2 separate regions of the Rattus norvegicus genome follow, and region 2 is linked to region 1. The links are chromatin contacts, called in public Hi-C maps. All regions are on one chromosome and are shown on one strand. The core of a region is the stretch at or near the end of the contact, and the rest is flanking DNA. Distances in the headings are between cores, read along the strand shown.

Region 1 (4,806 bases), core at 1,429-3,928:
AAGTGGTGCAGGAATAGCCCAGGGCAGAAGAGACTTCAGGCAGAGATGATCCTGCTGAGAACAGACTCTTGGGAGACTGCTTCATTGAGATAGCTCGTTTAATGGGGATGTGTAATAAAGGTACTTACACCTTTGAGGGCTGAGTGGGGGCTTTGGAGGTGAGTGTGCGTTATTGGCTGGGCCCAGGGTGCTGGGGATGCCTCATTTGCATAAGGAGGAATTCCAGGTGCTACCTGACATGATCACATAATGGGAAAGGAAGGGTAACCTGACTATTAGGCTATGTGACTTCCTCTGGGGGTAATGGTAGGCGCACTGGGGTACCAGTGCCGGATTGTACAGGCCTGGGGCAGGGAGGGAGTGATCCTCCTCCTGCCAATCTCAGAATGAGATTTCTGGGGTTTGGACATGCTTCAACCCCACTCTTGCTCTGGGCCAGTACCCTATAGCTCCACTGCTCCCCAACTCCACAGTACGCCTCATGGTACCTGACATTTTTATACCTCTCAGAGGCCAGGCATTTCAACAATAGTGGTCAGTGTGATTGCCTACTGAACTATTGGGAAACAAATGAGAAATCTCACAGTACAGGGAATGTTAATCTATCCAGCAGGCAAAAACAAGCAAATGGAACCCAGGTCTAGACTCCTCTATCATTACTCAATGAAGGAAAATTATTTATTATCTTCTGTGTAGGAGGCACCACAGGGCATGACATATTGATTTAGGTGTTTGAAGAGCATGGGTGACTGTGTTACTCTTCTTAATGCATGATGAATTGTTTCTATGTGTGCTGTTATGAGGCTGAAAAGCAAATTAAACATGGTTATTTAATAAACATGAAATATAATCACTAAGCACTATTCCCAGTTACTGGTGTGGGGTCATGACAGTGTACAGGATGCACTGCTCGAATCCAAGTGTAGCTGCAGGCTTCCTTTATCTAACCCAGGCATGGACTCTGCTGCATTCCATTAGACCTGCTTCTGAACTGTGAGTGGGGCAGGGTAAGCCTGTGTGTTCTTCATAGCTGACTTGGGGAATCTCAAAGCCAGGAAGTTGAAGGCTCTGGGTACCAGGGGAGAACTTATAGTAGGCTGCGAAGAATGTGAAGAGAACAAACTCTGGTCATGTGGAGTGGAAGATCAGTTTGGGAACACACCAAAGGACAGGGGAGTGTGGAGGAAGCAGCATGTGCTTGTATCTCAGCTGAGAATCTTCTCAGTATACTGTGAGGCTCACTCATTAATACCTGGCATTTGCATGTGCTGGGTTTTGACTGTTTCTTGTGGAAGACACAGCAGAGAAACACCTGTGAGCCCACTTCACAGCCAATAAAGACACCATTAGCAGTGTCGTTGATAGTTGGAGATAGTAGTTCTTGAAGATACAATTTGTGATCCTGCCTCCAATATTGCCTCAGAGGGTTGCTCAGTGAATTCTTTGTTTGGTTTTATGACAAAAATGGTTCTGTCTTTGGCTTACCAAATCAGTTAGATTTGCGTCCAAACTGGACTTTCTACTGCGTATTTTCTCCAAGTTGACTCAGTTTACGCGGCCCTCTTTAGGGCCACTGACATTGAATAAGGTGCTTGCCAGGAACATAATCAATGTATAGTAAATGTATAAATGAGCTTTAAATCGATCAGAACTTCCAAATCCATAATTTAAGACCAAACCATCTCAAGCAACTCAAGTTCAATTTAAGTTGACATAGGAGAAACTCTGGGAGGAAGTGGATCTTATTGGCTACACTAAATTGCTATAAAACTGCCCGGAGCCACTAGAGACGTAAACAGGAGGACCTGTGCTCTCTGCACCACAACGAGCTCCATGACCAGTCTGTTTGAATTTTGAATCTTTAAGCGCTGAAGATCAAATCCATGCCTGTAGGGGAAAATTCTAAACTGAACCACACCCAGCAGGCCAAGCGCCATTCTTTCTGCCCAAGGTAGGGGGAAAAGTATCTTCCAGCTCAAAGGAGCTGTTTACTTAGGAATTAAGGATACAGATGGTACTTGTTGGCCAGAACTTCTCCCCGTACCTTGTGTTCAATTGTTCAAGCATATGAACCTGCGAAATCATGACTCAAGGGTGTTCTTTTCTTCGTCAGATACACAAAGGGGAGTCCCCCTTCAAAAGGAAAAGTGTAAACTTTTACACCCAATTATATTTGGACTTTGGGTGTGATCTTTGCTGGAACACTTGGCACCTGCACAGTGGTCTTTAAGCTCCCTCAGCTAAGCTAGTTCTCTTGTGGCTCCAGAGGGAGCTGCAAAAGTTCTGCCCTTGGTCAGTCCCACCTTTCAATTCCTCAGTACTAAGGATATTTTAGAAGGTGTGGCAAAAAGCACCTGCTCTGGAGCTTCCCTTGAACCTTGCTCCAGCTCTCATTTTAAGGGAGTTGCTCAGCCAGTTTCCGATCTATTCCAAGTGTGCTTTATGAGATCCGGTTTCAATTCCCCTGTGGTAGCTCCCAGATCCCGTTACAATTCCCGGAGCTCCCTGTAGGTGTGAAGGAGAGACAGAACCAAGTGCTGGTTACAGGCTACCCAAGGTCTAGTTACACGAGGCAACCCCGGTGGCCCGGGGCAACACCTTGGAGCTTTCTGTGGCCAGCGAGCGCCGCGGCCCCTTTAAGAGCCGGGCCCAGGCTGGCCCGCGGACCGAGGGAGCCCAGAGCGCCGCGCGCGTCGGAGGAGTTGGGAGCCGGCGCAAAAGTTTCCTCCCAACTCCGGCCCCGCGCGCCGCCGCCGCCGCCCACTCCAGCCCGGGGCCTGGGGCCGGCCCTGCCACAGTCGCCAGGGCCACCGCCAGAGGCAGGGCCGGGCCGGGCCGGGCCGCGCCCGCAGTTTCACTTTGGCGCGTGGAGCCTCTGACTGCACCCGGCCGACCCTCCGCGTCCCCGCGTCTCCGCGCCCGTGTTCCCGCCCTCGGCCTCCCGTGGGGCTGCAGGGGAGCAGCCGTGGGTCCGGGCCCCGGAGGCACGCGCCAGACAGCGTCGTATCCGCCTCAGGTCCCCGGACTGAGGGGCTGCGCCCGGGGGGCAGGCACCTGTTCGGCCCGGCCCCGCGCGGGAGCCGGGGGCCAGGATGAAAGTGACAGTGTGCTTCGGGAGGACCGGCATCGTGGTGCCCTGCAAGGACGGCCAGCTGCGCGTCAGCGAGCTCACCCAGCAGGCGCTGCAGCGGTACCTGAAGACCCGGGACCAGGTAAGGGACGCTGCAGGGGGCGAGCATAGGGCGCGACTGCCCGGGGGGGCTCACTTTATAAGTGTCCTAGGCCACGCACCTGCCGGGCGCCCTGGACCAGGTGGCGCTTTTTTTATGGGGTTCAGATCACTCCCAGCGGCTGCTGAGCGCTGCCTGCAGCCACAAGTTTTGCAGGCTGCTAATTTCAGGGACCCAAGTAGCCCTGTCTTGCCATTGAGAGTCATGAGAAGAAATGGCGGCATCCCGCTCACTTGAGGGGTCCTTACACCTCCGCCCTCTGAGGCCTACTCCGAAGTTCACACACCCAGTCTGTTCTGTAAGGTAGCCCCAGGTGTTTGAGTAGCAGGGCTCCAGAACCTACTTGAGAGGACACTGTGATGTTACCCGTACTGCTCACCTGAAGTGTGATTTCTGACCCTCTAAGTCCCGCCCTAAGGAGGCTCCTTGGAGTTAGAGCATTGATTGGCTCAAGAAACACCTCCAAAGTTATAGCTATTGGCGCTTTTAGAGTTCTTAGCTTGATGGGAGGTCTCCCAGTGACCTGGGCAGGAGGAGGTCCTGTGGGGATGCTACTCTTATAAGAGCTAGTGCCCTGGGGTGTTTTCAGTTGCATGCCACAGTTTCTGTGAGTCATAGCCAATGAGAATAGTTGAATTGGGTTCTGGGTTACTCCCAAAATGAGGATGACCCACTGTTTTGCTCAAGTTAGACATAGGTAAAAGTCAAAAGCTAGCATACAAAACAAATGGCAGGACTCCAGCACTCTTGTCAGGTGTCTGGGTGACTTGTGCGAGTTCTGCTTTCTTTTATGGAACCTCTAAATGAATGCTCAGGAAAGCGCCTTTAGACTTGTTTCAGTTCTTACATGGCCTGTTTGGTATGCTTCAACTCAACTTCCCCTCGAACAGATAAGCCACCAACTTGTTCGCATAATGATTATTGTAAACTATAGTCAAGAAGTCGGTCCAATCTCGAGATGAAAAACTGTAATTTTTTATTGGATTTTTTAAAATTTACATTTCAAATGTTATTACCTTTTTCGGTTCCTCGGACATAAGCCCCCATCCCCTCCTCCTCCCCTTCGTCTATAAGGGTGTTCCCCTCCCCAACCACCCTACCCTTCACACCCCTTCCCCGACATTCTTCCGCACTGGGGGGGGTCCAGCCTTGACAGGACCAGACTTCTTGCATTGGTGCCCAGCAAGGACATCCTCTGCTACATATGCAGTTGGAGCCCTGGGTCAGTCCATGTATAGTCTTTGGGTAGTGGTTTAGTTCCTGGAAGCTCTGGTTGGTTGGCATTGTTGTTCTTATGGGGTTGCAAGCCCCTTCAGCTCTTTCAATCCTTTCTCTAATTCCTGCAACGGGGATCTTGTTCTCAGTTCAATGGTTTGCTGCTAGCATTCGCCTCTATATTTGACATGTTCTGGCTGTGCCTCTCAGGAGACGTCTATATCAGGCTCCTGTCAGCACGCACTTCTTAGCTTCATCAATCTTATCTAGTTTTGGTGGTTGTATATATATGGGCTGTATACCCATGTGGGGCAGGTTTTGAATGGCCATTCCTTCAGTCTCTGCTCCAAACTTTGCCTCC
Region 2 (4,806 bases), core at 1,193-3,692, 150 kb after region 1:
GATTAGAGTATCCTTTCAGAGGGATTACCTAAAACCATCAGAAAATATATATGAAGTAGCAACAAAATAATCTATGGTTGGGAGTCAGCACAGCATGAAGAAGTGTATTAAAGGGTTGTAGCATTAGGAAGGATGGGAACCACTGCCTAGGGCCCAGTTTCTTCTGGGACCAGCTTTGAAACTGCATTTCAAGATTTTCATAGTAGAAATGTGTTGTGCTGTTTTTCCACTTCTAGTCCTTCTCCTAAGTGTTTTAAGGGCTCCACTCTTGAGGGGAAATACTACAGAAGCCTTGATTAAGGTCCCATTGAGGCATTAAAGGCATATTTTCTCCTAGTCAAAAGAATGATATTTATTTCTGACCCCGAGGGAGGACTTAACATTTCTCTGTGTGTATATGTGTACACATACATGCATATATATTTGCATGCTAGGTTTTGCTTATGAAAGGAGCAGGTGTTTTTTGTCTTTCCCATTTCAAGTTGCCTTACTAAGTATATTTTAAAGATCTATCCATTTTACTGAAAATTTCATTTTTCTTTATAGCTGAGTAAACTTCATTGTGTGTACATAGCATGTAATCATTATTCATTCAGCAGTTGATAGGCATCTAGACTAGTTTTCTTTTCTTGCTATTGTGAATAGAGCAGCAGCCTGTGCAGGTATGTCTGTGGCAGGGTATGAAGCCCTTTGGGTATGTGTCCAGGGGTAGCATAGTTTGTCCATATGAGGAAAAGACAAACCTGCTCACTGCTGGTTGCTTATTAGTGCAGTCATTACAGAAACCAGTATAGATTTTTATCAAAACAAAACTAAAACTACCTTGTCACCCATCTATACCTATGGTGTCTGTTCCCTGGACTTTGGAACTTCTTTTTTAACATAGGTGAAATATTTGTGACTAACCTCAAACTGTTGATATTTCTCTTTAACTAGATTCAATCTTATTTCCATGAAGAAACTAGAGACTATTGGAAGCAAACAATTTTTTCTTTAAAAAATAAAAATAAAAAAGCAAAAGTAAACTCTCTTAGAAGTTTACCAGGACCCAGAGGGAAAGGTGACAGTATCACAGTCTCTCTCCCTCCATTTGGGATGGGGACAGCTCTGTTATTCCAGTGTTCCCTTGGAGATGAAATCTTTGACTGACTGATTGATTGATTGTTTGTTTGATTGATTGATTCAGGATCATCTTAGAAAAGAGGAGCCTTGACTTGATGCCTCCTCCTTTTACTACTTAGCTATGGAGTCATGATGAAAGGTCGGGGAGGAGATATCACGATACCACTGGTGTAGCAAGGGCAACTCAGAAACATGCAGGAAACAATTGGCTCTGGATGGGGGCTTATAGAAATTTTTCTCTCCTCCATGGAAACAGGAAGACCAATTCTTTAGACACTGAGAACATTTGTGCTTGCGTGTGTGACATAGTCAATGTATCTCATATCCAAGTAGTGTAAAATATGTTATCCCTTCTTACTGTAACATCAAAACCGTTATTGCTCTTTTTCCAAAGTGGCAACATAACAAGTAAACCTGGGGTTCTTTGGAGTAGCTACAGAACTTTTCTTTTTTTCTCAGTAACAAAGTATAATTTGGGACTGAGGTCAAGTGGATGAGACACCAGAAGAATTGGTAAAAATACCATGTAAGTGTTAAGGTTGGTAGATGGACTCGACTAGTGAGAAGTAGGAATCTGCAGATTTAGAGAACACACAAAACAACCCTACTTAGACAGATTAATTTTAAACATTAGAGTTGTGTACACATTTTTATGTGTATAAAATGAAACCCGTGCAATTATCCTACTTTAGTATTGTAAATTTATATTCAAAATGAAGAGAATTTTTAAAATCTTGAAGGTAGTATTCCTGAAACCTTTTCTATTGTTTGGAAGTCAGAAGCTAAACATGAAATCCAGATTGATTGAAAAAAGTATTTGGCCAAACACATTCCCTAATAAGTTTAATTTAACACACTGTTTTGGGGTTTATAACTAAATATTTCCCTCTTAAATGGACAAATGTTTCTTGTGTGCAAGTATGGTATCTGGTAGCCTAAGGTTGTCAAGGGTAAATATGGGTAATTTAAGGTTTAGACTGTTGTTGTTCTTTTTAAAAGAAGGGAAATGTAGTCTTGAACAGTGAGAATTATTACGGTGGAAATACGTTGGGCACTGTTTTGACAGTAGTGTACTTCATAAGAAGTAAATACTGCAAAGGCTTTACAATTAGCTAGTGTCTCCATATAAGGAGAGGAATGCAATACTGGATAGAGCTTTTGACACACAATCTTTTATTATGACATCAAGTTGATTAATATCTCAGCCATGGCATTGTTTTAAAGTATCTTGGTTCTCTGTCCATTAGAGGTGGAACAGAAAGCACACATGGAAGCTGGCATCTGCGCCGTGCTCCTGACCATTTATGCTGGGGCGAGGCCAGTGTTTTGGCTCTAGTGTTTACAGTCTGAATGACTTGGAATTCATCTCAGGCGAAAGAGTTACAAGGCTGTCCTGCTGGGGCCGGGCTGCACATGGGACATTGGATAACTTGGTAAGAAGAAATTGAGAAGTGCCAGGGCTCTGGAGCACAAGGTCCCTGTCTTAAGTTTTTTTCTTTCTTTTTTTTCACTTTAAAAGTATTCTAAAATTATTACTTATTAAATGTCAAAATGCTTTAAATATAAAACAATACTTGAATGACTACTCAGCTCATCTAATGAAGCCCAGGAAAAGTTATCATTATCCAAAGATGGGCATATAAATTTACGTGCATAATGAAGTAAGTATATACATAATTAAATTAATACAATTTTTGAATTAACATAATTTTGTCATTGTTTATACTATTTGTTTGTTGGTTTGTTTAGGGTATATGTTTGTCTGTGTGCACAACATCATGCCTGTGGAGGTCAGAAGACATCTTGTGGGAGGGAGTTTCTCTCTCTCTCTACCATGTAGGTCCTGAGGACTGAACTCATCCAGCAGGTTTGGTGATCAGCAGTCTTTGCCTGTTAAGCCATCTTGATGGTTTGTGTCTAGGGTTTTGTTTTGTTTTTTTTTAATTGGATATTTTTTATTTACATTTCAAATGTTATTCCCTTTCCCGGTTTCCCGGACATAAGCCCCCATCCATCACCCCTCCCTCTTCTTCTATAAGGTTGTTCCCCCTCCCAAACCACCTCTCCACTGTGACATTCCCCTACTCTGGGGGATCCAGCCTTGGCAGGACCAGGGGTTTCTCCTCCCCTTGGTGCCCAACAAGGCCATTCTCTGTTACATATGCAACTGTATTCTTTGGATAGTGGTTTAGTCCCTAGGGAGCTCTGGTTGTTTAGTATTGTTGTTCTTATGGGGTTGCAAGCCCCTTTAGCTCCTCCAATCCTTTCTCTAATTCCTGCAATGGGAATCCTGTTCTCAGTTCAGTGGTTTGTTGCTGGCATTTGCCTCTGTATTTATCATGCTCTGGCTGAGCCTCTCAGGAGTCAGCTATATTAGGCTCCTGTCAGCATGCACTTCTTGGCTTCATCAATATTGTCTAGTTTTGTTGGCTGTATATATGTATATATATATATGTATGCACTCGATCCCCAGGTGGGGCAGGCTTTGAATGGCCTTCCATCTCTGCTCCAAACTTTGTTTCCATATCTCCTCCTATGAATATTTTTGTTCCCCTTTTAAAGAAGGACTGAAGCATCCACACTTTGGTCATCCTTCTTCTTGAGCTTCATGTGGTCTGTGGATTGTATCTTTGGTAATTCAAACTTTTGGGCAAATATTTACTTACCAGTGAATGCGTGTTTTTTTTTGTTTTTGTTTTTGTTTTTTCTTTTGTGTGTGTGTGTGTGTGTGTGTGTGTGTGTGTGTGTGTGTGTGTGTGTGTGTGTGTGTGATTGGGTTATGTCACTCAGGATGATATTTTCTGCTTCCATCCATTTGCCTATGAGTTTCAAGAAGTTATTGTTTTTGATAGCTGAGTAGTACTCGATGGTATAGATGTACCACATTTTCTGTATCTATTACTCTGGGTTCTTTCTGGCTTCTGGCTATTACAGATAGGGCTGTTATGAACATAGTGGAGCATGTGTTTTTGTTGTATGTTGTAGTGTCTTTTGGGTATATGCCAGCAGTGGTATAGCTGGGTCCTCAGGTAGTTCAATCTCCAATTTTCTGAGGAACCTCCAGACTGATTTCCAGAGTGGTTGTACCAGTCTGTAATCCCACAAAAATGGAGGAGTGTTCTTCTTTCTCCACATCCTTACCAGCATCTGTTGTCATTTGAGTTTTTGATCTTAGCCATTCTGAATGGTGTGAAGTGAAATCTCAGGGTTGTTTTGATTTGCATTTCCCTGTTGACTAAGGATGTTGAACATTTCTTTAGGTACTTCTCAGCCATTCCATAATCCTCAGCTGAGAATTCTTTGTTTAGCTCTGTACCCCATTTTTAAATAGGGTTCTTTGGCTCTCTGGAGTCTAACTACTTGAGTTCTTGTATATGTTGTATATTAGCCATCATCAGATGTAGGATTAGTAAAGATATTTTTCCAATCTGTTCGTTGCCGTTTTGTTAAAATGACAGTGTCCTTTGCCTTACAGAAGCTTTTTATGAGGTCACATATGTTGATTCTTGGTCTTAAAGCATAAGCCATTAGTGTTCTGTTCAGGAAAATTTCGCCAATGTCCATATGTTTGAGGCTCTTCCCCACTTTCTCTTCTATTAGTTTGAATGTATCTGGTTTGATGTGGAGGTCCTTGATCTACTTGGACTTAAGCTTTGTACAGGGTGATAAGAATGGATCAATTTG

What was found. A called contact is a pair of places that touch in the nucleus more often than the background predicts.
Region 2: a Hi-C map of the A7r5 cell line shows a contact between it and region 1, with 1.7 times the contacts expected there. The contact joins the enhancer-like site here to the promoter of Pard3b in region 1. A contact is called at or near these places in 4 of 12 Hi-C or Micro-C datasets (the A7r5 cell line, Schwann cells, liver and 1 more).

What each region holds. Positions count from the first base shown.
Region 1 is chr9:70,529,817-70,534,622 of GRCr8, forward strand. Pard3b (par-3 family cell polarity regulator beta) reads left to right here and starts at 2,679. Exons shown (of 23, transcript NM_001191808.2): 1 at 2,679-3,212. The coding sequence starts at 3,093.
Region 2 is chr9:70,684,294-70,689,099 of GRCr8, forward strand. The region is part of intron 2 of Pard3b (par-3 family cell polarity regulator beta); the gene reads left to right. Among named protein-coding and RNA genes, the nearest start is that of Pard3b, 150 kb to the left of the region's middle. Within about 2 kb of position 2,443, at least 5 of the 93 cell types and tissues checked have an H3K27ac peak or open chromatin away from gene starts, as enhancers often do. A contact at or near this core is called in the A7r5 cell line, where this site is marked.